Linked DNA regions of Oryctolagus cuniculus: region 2 is linked to region 1. A link is a contact called in public Micro-C data. All regions are on one chromosome and are shown on one strand. The core of a region is the stretch at or near the end of the contact, and the rest is flanking DNA. Distances in the headings are between cores, read along the strand shown. Region 1 overlaps ZNF503 (zinc finger protein 503). Region 2 overlaps LRMDA (leucine rich melanocyte differentiation associated).

Region 1 (6,872 bases), core at 2,663-5,162:
GCGCCATCAGGCGGCCACCTGCGATGCCTGCATCCCCTGTGAGCTCGGGTTTGATTCCCAGCTGCTCCACTTCTGATCCAGCTCCCTGCTGATGTGCCTGGGAAGGCAGCGGGGGGTGGCCCAAGTGCTTGGACCCCTGTACCCATGAGGGAGACCTGGATGGAGTTTCTGGCATTGTAGCCATTTGGGGAATGAACCAGTGGATGGAAGATCTGTCCCCTACCTCTGCCCCATTACTGTTCCTTCCTTTTTTTTTTTTTTAAAGACTTATTTATTTGTTTGAAAGAGTTACACAGAGAAAGAAGGAGAGGCAGGGAGAGAGAGAGAGAGAGAGAGAGAGAGAGAGAGAATCTTGCATCCGCTGGTTCACTTCCCAACTGGCCACAACAGCCAGAGCTGCACCGACCCAAAGCCAGGATCCAGGAGCCTCTTCCAGGTCTCCCACGTGGGTGCAGGGGCCCAAGTACCTGGGCCATCCTCCACTGCTTTCCCAGGCCATAGCAGAGAGCTGAATCAGCAGTGGAGCAGTCGGGACTTGAATTGGCACCCATATGGGATGCCAGCACCACAGGAAGCGGCTTTACCTGCTACGCCACAGCGCTGGCCCCTTTGTTTCAAATAAGCTAAATTAAAGGAAGTAAAAACATCATCACGATCATTCTATGGGAGGCTTTTTTTAAGAAGCTGAGCTCTTTGCAGTACTCCCCTGCCAGCTGAGTCACACTCTCTGGGTCCCAAGCACTGTTCTGCTTCAAGTTCCCCTCAGGTGAGCACAGTGAGACTCCCTGCTGGTCCTCCCATCACACACTAGCGATGCGACCTCAGGCCAGTGCCCTTCCTCTGCCAAGCCTCAGTTTCCTCAGCTGGAAAATGGGTGAAGACTCTTACCACGTCATGGTGTTGTGAAGTTTAAAAGGGGCAGAGTCTCTCACAAATGGGGGTCTTCTGGGTCTTGCAGCCACTTGGAACCCCGCTGGGACACTGGCCCCAGTGGGTGAGGAATCCTAAGCCAGCGCATGCAGCAGGGGTCAGCGGGGGCCGGGCTCCCCTCTGCTGGGGGACATTTAATTTTCCCGAGCTCAGGGACTTCATCACCTGGAGACATTTTTTCCACCCGCCCTGCCTCACCGCCCGAGGTCGTGCCACCGCCTGTCCTGCTCCCATCTGTGAAAGGTGCACCGCGTGTCCCACACGTCGTTGGGACTGTGACTGTGGGCGTGGGTGCATGTGCAAACATGCCTGCAGTGGGTGAGGGCGAGTGCTGGCTGTGCACACCTGGAGGTGCAGGGGCTTCTGACAGGCGTGGGCAGCTGCCCCGTATTCATTGGCGGTCTCTCAGGTTCAGTTTCTGATCTGCATGTGTTTGGAGCCACCCAGCAGAGGGCCGTCCGGGTAACTCACTGTCCACCTGGAGGGACAAGTTGGAGTTGCTGAATGGAGAGAAGTGCCTGGGTTGCCCCTGCCCCTGCCTTTCACGACTTACGTGCAGTTTCTTGCTTTTAAGATTTATTTTATTTATCTGAAAGGGAGAGTCAGAGAAAGAGAAATAGAACAAGAGAGTGCACTTCCATCCACTGGTTCACTCCCCAAATGGCCCCAATGGCTGGAGCTAGGCTGATCCAAAGCCAGGAGCCAGGAGCTTCTTCTGGGTCTCCCACGTGGGTGCAGGGGCCCAAGGACTTGGGTCATCATCCACTGCTGTCCTAAGCGCATTAGCAGGGTGTTGGACGGGAAGTGGAGCAGCCAGGACTCGAACCGGGATGCCTGCGTCCCAGGCGTCAGCTTAGCCCACTGCTATGCAATGCAAGCCCCTGACCTCAGCTTCTCCGACTATGTCTAGGGTGAGTCAAAGGAGGGGCAGCCCTTGGCAAGAGGCAAGCGCTAGGAAATAGCCTTGAAGGGAATGAACGAATACAGGAGTACGTGGGGACCGCTTCAGCGTGGCAGCCAGGGTGACCTGTTGGCGCTGGAGGGCAGGGATGGGAGCTCTCCGGGGACAGCTGGGGGTTCCGCGCCGCCGGGACTCCGGATGCAGTTGCAGCGGCTGGAGAAGAACTGGGGAGGAGGCTCGCAGCAAGAAAAAAGGAGCGAGACGCCAAGGGAGGGCACGCGCGCACTTGGCCGCAAAAGGCGTGCGAAGGTGGAGGCACAGGGGCTCGGCGTGAGACCCAGCCTGTGGCGGGCTCAGGGGCCTGGGCTCCCGGCCTCGGTCCTGCTCCGCCGGGTCCCGCAGCGCCGCCTGGCGGACACGCGGCGCTCCGCCGGGCTCCTGCGCCCGCTGGCGAGCGGGGAATCCTGAGGCGGCTGCGCGGGGTGGAGGCACCGGGCGCGAGAGTCCCGCAAAGAGGCTCGCACCTCGGCTTGGACACACCGCCCGGCCGGGCACCCTCCCTTCCCCAAGCCGTGCGCCCGGGGCGGCCTGGCTCCGTCCGACACGTCGGGGAATTTTTTCTGTCCCCCAACCCCCGGCCTGCAGCTCCGGAATTTTGCTGCGTGTGCGCAGCGGCTTGCAAAGAATGGTGTCATGAAAATGTTAGGGGGCTTTTGGCTTTGGTTTTTGTCAATGAAATACTACAAGGGCGCATAAAGGCGCAACCATCTCCACTTCCCCCGCCTGCCTGTCCCAGGGCGTGGAGGGAGGCCTGGTGGTCCCGGGACCCTTTAAGAGAGGAAGACAAAGCTCGTGGGTCTTCCATGGCCAGGGGGATTTCGGGCCCCACGCTGCGGGCTCGGGGGCCGCGCCACTTCCGCGACCCAATTCCCGCCTGCGGTGAGGGTCTTCTGGGAGCCAGCTGGGTGGACAGGCCGCCCCGTCGGCCAGGGCTCTCCAGGAGCCGAGCCGAGCCCAGCTTCTCTCTCGACCAGACTAGCGAGGGAGGTGGGCTGCGGCGTCCCGGGGCACTGCGGCCAGAGTGCGCGCTCCTGCTCCCGTTTCCGGGGTGTGGATCCGGCCCGGCATCGGTGTCAGGGGTGCGAGAGGCTGCTCCCTCCGGGGAGGCGGTGGCGGAGCTCGAGTCGCCAGCAAGTCCACTCTGGGTGGCGTCCGGGAGGTGGTGGAGCTTGGTCTGCGTGCAACCCGGGAAAAGGCCCCGCAACCGCGAGGCTAGTGCTGGGCCGCGGGTGGAGAGGCTCAAAGGCGCCTGCCCCTGCGGGGATGGACGCCGGGGCCGAGCGGCTGTCGGACCCAGGCCCGAGGCTGGGGGTGGACTCTGCGCGGCCGGCAGAAGCAGACGAGGGGAGGTGGGCGCTGAGGTTTGCTGGAGCTTCGGACAACCCAGCGTGGCCGGACCCCGGGCAGGGGGGAGCGTGGGGTGCGCGCTCAGCGCTGCGCTTCTGCGGTCCTGAGATCCCACGGAGGGCGCCCTGGGCCGCCGAAAGCTCGAACGCAGGCCTGGAGAGTGTGTGAGGGGCCCAGGGACCCCCGCCTTTCAAAGCGCTTCAGTCGTTTCTCTGCGTGCTTCCAGCGGCGCGTCTGGCTGCTTCGTCCCGAGGCCCAAGTTAGGGAGAAGGGAGCGGAGCGCAGGGCGGGGATCGGCTCCGAGACCCAGGCGCCTGCTGCGCTTCTGCCGAGCGGAGCTCCCAGCTCCAAACCGCCCTGGACGCGCACCTGGCCGCCACACGAGGCAGAGCCCGGGCGCCGGGACCCTGGGGGGCCCGCATTGGAAGGGGCTTCCGGATCCCGGGCCCCAGCGCGCTCTCCTGAGGCGCCGACCGGGACGGAGCGCCGGCTGCAGAGCCGTCAGGATGGGGAAAAGCAGCCGCGGCGCGGGCCCGCCCCGGCCGGGGCTCCAGAGGGAGGCCGGCGCCCGAGGGTGCGGCTGGCCCTCGGTAGCGCAAAGGAGAGCGGAGCGAGCGCGCCGTCCCCGAGGGTCCCGGGGGGCTCCTGCGCGCTCGCTGTCCAGGCCGCGGAAACGGGTTCCCCAGGTGGCCCTCGGCCCGCAGATCTGTCCCCGCTGCCCGCCCGGGACGGGCGCTGCTTGCAAAGCCAAGAGGGGAGACTGAGGGCGGCCGTTGGTCCCCGGGTCCCGGGCGCGGCCGGCGAGCCCTGGCCTGCTCGGCGCTCCGCGCAAAACGAAACCCAAATGCCCCCAAACCTCAAGAGGGAAATTTAACCCAAAAAAAAAAAAAAAAATACACACACACACAACCCGCTCCTCCCCACCCCTTTCACTTTTGACAAACAGGCTGCTGAGAGAAAACTTAAATAAAAACGGAGTGAGCAAGAGCGAAGAACAGTGTCCGTCCAAAACGTGGAATTCCCCCTTTAAACCTGCGTCCCTGCAGCTGGCGGCCCGTGTGGCGCCTCGGGCCTGGGGAAAATCACAACAAAGCAATCGGGAATTCGGCCGCGGGCCGGGGAAGCGGCCGCGGCGGCCCGGGAACCCACATCTGCCGGAACCGCTCTGTTCTCTCTAACCAAAAAAATAATTAAAAAAAAAAAAAAGGAGAAGTAAAACCTTTTAATACATCAAATATACGGAATTTTAATCTTTAAAGCGATACATTGTCTATTATTTTAGTACATGACGTAAACCTTGTCCCCTTCTCAGCGGGTGGACTTAAAAATTAAAAATAGTTAAGTGTTCCTTTTAAAGAACAAAATAAGGCAAATGAGGTTTTGGAATAGAATTGTTTTTCCTTTTTTTTCCTTCCAGAATACATACCAAAAAATACCCATTCTCTTTCGATGGCATACACCTTAAAAATAATTGCAATTTGAAATCAGAGCTGACAAATTGTGACTTGTTTAGGTTTTTTTTCATTTTTTGTAACAAACATGCATGTAAATTTGTGTTTCAATCAGACATTAAATAAGAACGTACGATACAATCATAGCAATTTTAAAGTAACATTTAAGAGAAGACCTCTAGTCTGGCGGTTTGTTTTTATTTATAATCTACAAGGGATGGGAGGGTTTCTCTTGCACATTTGCACCCTCGAGTTTTAATTTCGTCCCCTCCTCCTCCTCTTTTTATCTTTTCTTTTTTTTACCTACGGAGTTCAAACTAAATAATGCACTTTTGAACCACGGGTCCGCTTGGAGCTAACATAAATAAATACCAGTGTCCACCGGTTGAAGTCCTCAGATGAACACTTTCTCAATTACTTTTTCCTTCCTTTTCTATAAAAAGTCAAATGATTTTTTTCCTTTTTTTTTTTTCCCAACTTTTATAAAGTTTGAGTGGGGAGGTGGGAGGCGGGGGAAGAGGAGTTCCCCACCGGGTCTCGGTCGCCGAGGTGGGGTGGGTGGATGCGGTACACGGGGTTGCCTCTCAGGGCCCCGGGTGTTCCCGCGCGCACGCACACACGCTCACGCGGGGAGTTCGGCAACCTTGGCCGCCTTCGCGCCCCTCCCCCGGCTGCATGCCCTCGCTCACTCGCTCACTCGCTCGCCCTCCCGGCCGCCCTCACTGGTACCCCAGCGCTGAGGCTGTGGTCAGTCTCTGTCCGTAGAGTGCGTAGGGGGAGTAGTAGGGTCCGGTGGCAGCGGGCACTGGCACGGGCGCGCCGGGCGTGGGGAGCGGGCTCTTGGAGTAGGGGTGGTAGCGGCTGCTGAGTCCCAGCGCGTGGTGGGGGCTGCGCAGCGCCAGCGTCCCGGGGCTGCCCGGAGCGCCGGACGTGGGGATGTGCATGTGGCAAGCCATGGCGGCCGCGGCGGCGCTGGCCAGGGACGACGAGCTGGGGTAGCCCGACAACAGTTTGTCTGTCCCGGGGAAGGCCGTGTGGGTCCGCAAGTGGCTCAGCAGCTCTTCCGATGTGGCGAAGCGCTTGTCGCACGGCCCGTTGGCCGACACCCAGTTGCAGATGTGCGGGAGCGGGTCGTTGGGCAGCATGAAGCCATAGGGGTAGAGGGGGTGGCCGGCCAGTGAGGGTGGTGTGGCGCCCGCGGCAGCGGCGGCCGTTAGCGAGGAGTGCACACCGTGCAGCGGGTGCGTGGGGTACACCAGCGGGTATCCGGACTTGAGCGCCGCGGCCGCCGCCGCAGGGTCGTGTGCGCACGAGGCGCTGGCGGCTGCCGCCCCGGCCAGGTGGCTGGCGCAGTGGTAGCTGAGGCAGTACGGGTCCCGGCACAAGCTGGCTGTCATCACGGACGGCGGCGACGCTCCAGCCAACGGGCTTGAGCCAGCCGGCTTGCTGCAGCCCAGCGAGCCGGCCGCGGCCGCCGCCAGCTGTGCGCCCACCAGGCTGCCGGGCTTGGTGGGGTCGAGCGCCACGCCGTGAGGCAGGAACTGAGGCGGGTAGCCGGCATAGGCCCCGGCCAGGCTGCCCGGGTAGGTCATGCCAGCAGGAGGCAGAGGAAACACTGTCTGGCCCGGCTTGTAGGGCGACACTGGCGCCACCAGCCCAGAGCCCAGCACCGAGGAGGAGGCGGGCGCACCGGGGCCGGAGCCTGAGCCGGAGCCCGACGAGCCGCTGCAGTCCGCGCCCAGGGCCTTGGCCCCGGGACCGCCGTCTGCGTGCTGGTTCACGTCCACGTTAACCCCGCCGCCGCAGCTAATCCGGCCGTGCGCCAGCCCCGCGGGTCCCCCTTCGGCCGCTGCGCCCCCAGCGCCCTTGCCGCCGCCGCCGCCACTCGCGTCCGGGTCTTTCTTGTCGTCTTTGCCATCCGGACCGCCCCCGGCCGAGGGCAACAAGCCTCCCGGCGAGCAGGCCGAGGCGCTGGAGCTCGGGCTGCCTGTCCTGGGCGTGAACGGCTGGCAGGTGGCGCTCGGGACCCGGAATCCCGACTTCTCCGCCGAAGTGCCCCCGCCGCCGCCGCCGCCGCCACCACCACCACCACCCCCGCCGCCGCCGCCGCCTCCCGGCTCCTTCTTATCCGAGCCGGGTTTGGAGTACGGTTTGAAACTCGACTTGTCTTCCACGCCGATGTC
Region 2 (7,247 bases), core at 1,604-4,103, 920 kb after region 1:
GGGAGGTTCAAGTTCAAAATCAGGCAGCCCCATTTGTTAGGCCTTGGATGAGGGCAGAGTGAAGCGGGTATGGAGGAAGGGTTGCCTGCTGAGCCAGGAAGACAGAGAGGCTGCACCCAACTCGGGCTTTTGAAACAACTCTGGAGAGCTGCCTTCAGTGGGCAGCACTGCCAATGACCTAATGACCCCCTCCCACAGACCAGCCATCCCTCACCTCCTAATGGCTCCACCACATCCCGCGGGACACCAAACCCTCTATCACATGGGCCTTTGGTAGATCCCCTAACTAGGACCTGAACGACAACCGTGCCAGGCCCGTACTGGATCACCCGTACATCTTAGGCTGCATTCCCTCAGTCTTCTGCAGAGAGGGGCAGGTTAATATGTGTTTCTGGACCAAATTAAATTTTGAAGGTGAAGAGGACTCTGTGCTGCTTTCTTCCTTAGAGTTCATATTGTCCATGAGAAGCCCTGCACTCAGTTACATTGAAGTAACAACCGTTAGAATTTTCAGTGTGGATATGAAATGCATGTGAGGTTTACAGAAGACACAGTGCAAATTTTATGAAGTCACCATTATCCTTGTCAGTGAAATTAGTGTATTTTTCTAATAGATATCTTCTGCCATTACAAACATGGAAATAACTCACGCTGTTATAAATTTTTACATACATGGGAGAGGAATGGCTTGAAATCCAAAGCTGCCAAGAGGAATAATTAGGAGCCACAGAAGAGATCTCGGTAATGTGACAGCAGCTTCTAAAACATCCCACAGGACGGAGAAGCGCAAGCTGGCTTGACCTATATCTTTAATAATACAGATCATTGCCCTTGGATTGAAGCTAAAGGGTAGGACCAAGTGCTGGCTTCCTCATGCTTTAGGAAAAATTGCCAAAGTTTATTTATGAATTCAACACACAATGGCCCCTTGCTTTGATAATGAACCGGCCAGGCTTTCTTAGTAGCAACTCAGCATGCGAAATTAAAAACAACAAGAAAAAAAATCCCACAAAACCACCTCAGAACATAATTTCTTACATTCTGTCACGCTTGGCAAAAAGTATTATGTAAGACCCAACTTAGACAAATGACTGTGTTAACAGTAGAAATAACCTTTTGTTTAATTAGAGAATAGGAGCTATCTGGGACAATAAAAATGGTTCCCGCTGCCCTCCGTCACCGTTTAATAAATATGATTGCGCCAGAGATAATAGTAAGTGTTGTTTATTTGTGCAGTATCACAGAGTTGGTAATTGTTCATGTTGTTGAGAGTTATCCTGTGTGGCGATCACAGGGGATTCAGAATTTGTTGCCTTTGATCCAAAAAGAGAAAATAACAAATGGGATCTTTAAAATGTTCCTGAACTCCGGAGGCCGAAGCAGTGGGCCCGGGGATTGTCAGAGCCTCTGTTGCTAGGACAAGATCTCCCCAGTGTCGTCGGGGGCCTTTGAGGATGGGTGGGTTATTTTTAACGGCTTTTTTTTTTTTTCTTCTGCAACTCCCTGAGGTCTTCATAGAAGATTTCTTCTCGGCAATGCCATTTCATGTTCACTGCTAATTTCTCGGCGTGGCTACATTCAGTAGCCTTGCAGGAGAGAGACACTGGGCCATGGTCTCCCAGCTGAGGATGGGTCTAGGGCAGGAGGAAAACCTTGCAGCTTCCTCCCGATCCTGGGGGATGCGGATCAGACTGAAGTTCACAGCAGCTTCCCCTGAGGCTGGCGGGGAGCACAGGCCGCAGGCAGTGGCCAGGCCCTTGGTCCGCTCCAGGCTGTGTGTAGCCGGGAGCTCTCCTTGTGGGGCTGCAGCTTCCTTTCGTTCATCGCTCCCGGTCATTTCCACTTGGTTTCTTTTGAGGAGAGGGGTTGTGTGTGTTCATTTGTTTTGTGTTTGCCTGGAGTAGATTCTCCATTTCCTGCCTTTTAGGGGGAAAAAGTAACTCTGGTTGGTGATGCTGGCTGATTTTTTTTTTTTTTTTCTTAAAGAGACTTAAGGGTGGTTCACTCTGGAAAAGGCGGGATCTTTTTTGAGATCTTTGAGCTAGCATGAGGCTGCTCTCACGGGAACGAGATGTGGCAGGAATTTGTATACAAATGTTTTGCACCGTCCCCGATTTCCTTGAGTCCTAAAGGGCCTTTTCTGGAAGGTTCCCACCTACGACCTTGATAAAAATACAGCTGCTATGTCGGAAGGGAAACACAACACCAGAAAACGCCTTTTCTTCACACAATTCCGTTTAAGCCTCAAAATCCCTGACGATCCCCAGTCTACTTTTGCGGTTTGGTTCCCACTCTCTAACTTTCCTCATCTGCTCCTGAAAGAAAGAAAAAAAAGCGTTTCTTCCAGGGCCTGATAAGTTGTAGGCCGACGCTTAGCAACAGCATTCCTGTGCCTTAAGTAGCTGCAAGGCCCTTGCTGAACTCTTTGATGTGACTGTCAAGGCAGATTTATTTTGTTTTAGCACATTGTCTACTTGTCCAGATGTATCAGGAGATAAAAAGGAGTCATGTTTACACTCCTCCCCTTTTTTTTTTTTTTTTTTTTTTTGGAGCTGTAATTAAATCGTGTTTTTGATGAGTCTCGGGGAGCTCCAGTTCAAGAAAACAGGAATTGGCTGGAGCAAGGGGGAAGAGGAAAACTCCCTTGGCAAAGTGACCACCTGATTTGGTAAGGGGAAAGAAAAAAAAAAAACCCTAGGAGCAGCTGGCTTGGTTCTGGGAAGCTGGAGATTTTCCTTGGAGTCTTTTGTGGAAAGCTCCCTCCTGCTCTTCGGTGCAGAACATCTTCAACCTTGTAGTTTCTAGTCTTTTTCCTTGTGCACTGCTAGAAGCCCCTGGTCCCCTCCCTTCCCCCCATGTTTGGCTGCCTGGTGCATATGTGACACATGGTTGTCAGTCTCAAGCAAATGCAGTCTTGAACTTCAGTGGTCTTGAATCCATAAATCTGCAATGAGCAAAGTTGAATTCCCCAGGAGTGGAATTGTGCCTGTTTTTTAATTTTTTTTTTTTAATTTAGTGATCAGTTTTTAAAATGTTCACATTGAGTAACACGTTCTGAGTTCTGTTAATGATCTGCGGTGAGCAGTGACTAGCAGGAAGCTGGCATTCGGGACTGCTGAGGGACCTGCCAGGCAGCGGCTAGCCCGGGAGCTTTTTTCTGCGGCTCGCTCGGGAGCTATTTGCATCCTAAATAGGTTACACTACAGCGCCCCCTTCTGCCGGCTGAGCTGTGTGACAAGGGGGACTTGCGCAGCACAGCCTTCACCACTGACTTGCTCCAGCCTGCTCAGCCCTGCCCTCCCCCAGTCCTGGGACCACCTGTGCTCACCTGCACTGCCAGGGTCTTCACTGGGGTTGCATATTGCATTAGTCACCCATCAGGGGCAAGGAAACACAATCAAGAAATGAAGGAGAGACAAAGATGGGTGTTAAAGCAAGGGAAAGCTGAGTGAAGTGTGTGCAACCCTGGGCGACTCCCGGCCCGCTCCCTCTGCCAGACCCCAGATCCCAGACTGATGTCACTGAACGCATCTTGGACACCGGGGGTGCGGGTTTTGGGTTTTGCATCTATAGACCAGCCGCAAGTACAGGAAGGAAGGTTTCCGCAGGACCACTTTGTTCAGCCCGAGCGTATCTTGTAAGGTGAAGGCCTTGTGCATGTGAGCAGCCACCTGGGTTCTGCTTGGAACGGGTGTATCTGCTGGGAATGGTGGTGTTAGGGGGCCGAACCATGCTGTTTCTTCACAGCTTGTAATTCACAATTTCGGGTCTGTCCTGAGAGGTGATCAGAGGGCAGCTTCAGGAGGTGTGGGGCACGGCCCTTAAGGAGCGAGCTGCCCAAGTGAAGCTTGCCATCACCAAGGCAGAAAATGTTAGGGGACGGCGGTGGGAAGAAAGATGACTGGTGCAGAGGTCTCGGGTGGCCAGGGCTTAGAGCCCCGGGGAGAGGAAGGTAAGGGCGAGGGCCAGGGCAGGGTCCTTCTAGGCAGTGTTGGGTGCTTTTCGCTTCTTGCAAGAACAACATCAGTTATTAGGTGTCTTTTTTTAATTTATAGTGGGGGAAGGGAGGCATCATCGGTTTTCTATTTAAAAGGAAGGTCCCAAGGTGCTCACTTGAGTTAGGAGAAAAAAAGGCCTTTGTTGGGAAAGAGCCTTCTCTAAGCAACAATAAATCAGTTCCCTGAAACCTCCTGTAATTCAGTAAAGGAAGGGGTGGGAGAAGAGGGTGCCGGTTCTAGAAGCTGCGTCCCGGGGGCAAAGCGCGGGACCCAGGTCCGCACTCGGTCTTGACTTAGAGTCCTCAGGGCTCTTGGTCCCCTGCAACCAGCTTGTGACGCTGGTGTCAGGTCTTCGAGGGTATGCCACGAGCCCCCCCGAGAGCTGGTGGAGAATGCGCAGGCGCCGACCCTGCCTGCGAGATGAGGAAGGCAGACTGCGGTTTCTGTGACTGTTTACTTTTGAGAACTGGAGAATTCTGACGATGGAGGGAAAAGGGCCTGCGAACAAGCAGGACCTTTGAGTTTCCCAAGTGCTGGAAACTACAGTGGACAAAGTAGAATGGAATTAGGAATCTGGGAAAAAATGGCAGAAGACGGCTTAATGGAAGGAAAGTCATTGGAGAAATAACCCGGAACTTTCATCTTGTTTCTCCCCCGCGCCCCACCTGTCTTTTCCTTTATTCTCAATCTCTGGCATTGAAACTGTCCCAGCATCACGCACAGCCAGAATGGGACTTGTGGGTAGAAGGGGGTCCCTGTGTACTTTGCCAGTCCACGCTGTGTTCACGAGCTGGACACTGAGGCGTCGGGAGTAGGTGATACTGTTTCTTTAGGAAATAAAGCTTTGAATCAGTTTTGCATTTTCCTTTGGCTACAGGGAGAATAAAGTTGCTGGGATGGTTATCGATATTGCACAGGATGTAAGCATTACTGATTACGATATTATGTTATTTTTTTACTTCTTAGGTATTGGGGTCTAGAATCGCAAGAAATCAGCTTTAGACACATGTTTAGGTGAAGGAATCTGTTTGATGTCAACAGTTATTAATAGTATATGACAAAATGTCTCCTTCAAGAGCAGCTCTGTGAATGATGATCAAATAATTTTGGGAAAAAATAAAGCATAATATTTTCAGAGTCATTTCTCAAATGACTTTCTAACCATTAAACCATTTCCCACCATTTGTTGACGCTGTCCCATACCAACTGTACTTTGTAATAATAAAAGCCTTACTGCTGTGAAAATCAAGAGTGAAGAGTCCTCATCTAGAAAAGTATAGTCTTTACCTAGAAAGTTTCACAATCCAGAGATCGCTGTTACCTTCATGAAGAAAGATTGAAGGCAACTTAGAGTCTTACGTATCTTTACCGTCTGTCTCCCCTGTGTATGCATTTCAAAACTATTTGCACCTTAATGCACTCAGAATTCCATTTTCCATAAACTTTTTGATGACCATACACATTCTTGCCTGCTGCAGCTCTTTGAGAATTTTGCATGTTAGGATTCAAGCTGATGTGATTCTAACTGGACCAGCGTAAAAGCTCAAAGCATTTTTCTATGTGTCAGCCCTGGCATGTGGCTGTACAGGACTGGGATATGTGTGGTGAAGGACTTGGTAGGTGAGCCTCCTGGTGACCATTCCCTGACCTCTAGGAGAGGCCTTCCTGGTTTCTCCTCCTGATTCCCCTGGCATAGGCAGAGATATGGGTACCAGCAGTTACAAAGGGACCGGAGAAGATTCTAGTAGAAACGGTGGATGCAAGCATCAGTCTCTGTGAGTTGGTCTTTGCTCCTTGTCAGAAGGAGCGGGAGCAGGTGTGTGGTGCCATGGTTAAGATGCCTGCATCTCATATTGGAGTGCCTAAGTCCGAGTTGTGGTTCTGCAGCGTCTTGCTAATGCAAACACTGGGAAGCAGCAAGTGATGGCTCAAGGAGCTGGGTCTTTGCCACCCACTTGGGAGACCTGGCTTGAATTCCAGGCTCCTGGCCTTTGTCTGCCCAGCATTGGCTGCTGCAGGCCACTGGGGATTGAACTAGTTTGTGAATGGGAGATCTCTATATCTCAGTCTCATTCTTCTTTTCAAAAAAAGTAAATAAATAGAAAACAAACAAGCCTAAAAAAAAATAGAAACAATGGCGCTGCCTCTCTGCCTCCCCTTTCTCTCCTCTCTGCCCAGATGGACCAGGCAACAGCAAATGCCCACGTTTCCTTCATGGCTTTCTCCACACAGTGGTGTCTGAATTTGCAAGTGACTGCTCCAATTAAGACACAGGAAGGAAAAAATATATAATTTCTAAGTCACTTAGCCCGGTGGTACATATGTTGGGAGTTAGAAAAATAAGTGTGCAGCTTCTCCAGGCATCCCAGGCGCTGCAGTCCAACAAATCAATTCAGGCTTGTGAGGGGCATCCGTTGCCTTGTGATTATGTTTGCGTAAAGTCTTGGGGTCTTTGATCAAAGAATGGCATTTCAGGCCAGGCCCTAATCCCCACTGCCTTAAGATGTTTAAATGGTTTTTTTTTCTTTTTTTTTTTTTTAAAAAAAGTTGATAACAGCTGGGATTTAAATTTGCCTTTGCCCAGCTTTTGTTTTGAAAGGGCTTCTATTATCCACGGCTTCCCTTTTCGAGGGAAAGATGGATCGTTGGGTAAACCAAAAAGGGAAAGAGGATATGGGAGGAAGTGGGCGGGGACTCTGAATTAATCTTCTGGGGAAGAATGTTTGATCAGCGGGGAAGATGGAAACCTCTGATGCTGACAGCAGGCACCTTTCTGACGAGGGTGTGATTGGCACCTTTGAAGCTCGGGTCGGGAGCCAGCGTCCAGTGGGTCGGAGCTTCCTCTGTCTGTGGGTGGTGGTGGTAATAACGTGGCAACTGGAAGGATTAATTGCGGACAAGCAGCGGGATTACACGGAGGGCTCCTGAGCTCCCAAGGAACAGTTCGAGGAAAGCCTCTGATCTGTCAGCCTTAGAGGAAATTAGTGGGAGCAGACTCGAGCAGGCTTGGAAAAAAAAAAAAAGGCATTTAGGATATTAAAGTGCAATGCGGAGAGGATATTGAAATAGGGCAAGGGCAAGAGAGCACGGAGCACCGCTGATCCCGAGAGCCGGCGTCCCCCTTTGCTTACCGGGACTGGCCGAGGCTGATCCAGACTGCGCAGGGACATGCTTTATCTGCTCCAGCGTGGTGATTGTACTTGCCCTGCCAAAGGTAGGGGAGAGTTGGACCGCATTGCCCCGCGGCAC

The links. Hi-C and Micro-C count contacts between places; a contact is called where the count stands out from the background.
Region 2: a contact with region 1 is called in a Micro-C map of ear pinna, with 7 times the contacts expected there. The contact joins two enhancer-like sites. A contact is called at or near these places in 2 of 6 Hi-C or Micro-C datasets (ear pinna and an unstated tissue).

The regions. Positions count from the first base shown.
Region 1 is chr15:66,419,604-66,426,475 of mOryCun1.1, forward strand. It overlaps ZNF503 (zinc finger protein 503), which reads right to left. Exons shown (of 2, transcript XM_008269924.4): 2 at 4,459-6,872. The coding sequence ends at 5,409. Among named protein-coding and RNA genes, the nearest start is that of ZNF503, 5.0 kb to the right of the region's middle. Within about 2 kb of position 3,913, at least 3 of the 8 cell types and tissues checked have an H3K27ac peak or open chromatin away from gene starts, as enhancers often do. A contact at or near this core is called in ear pinna, where this site is marked.
Region 2 is chr15:67,341,623-67,348,869 of mOryCun1.1, forward strand. The region is part of intron 5 of LRMDA (leucine rich melanocyte differentiation associated); the gene reads left to right. Among named protein-coding and RNA genes, the nearest start is that of LRMDA, 890 kb to the left of the region's middle. Within about 2 kb of position 2,854, at least 1 of the 8 cell types and tissues checked has an H3K27ac peak or open chromatin away from gene starts, as enhancers often do. A contact at or near this core is called in ear pinna, where this site is marked.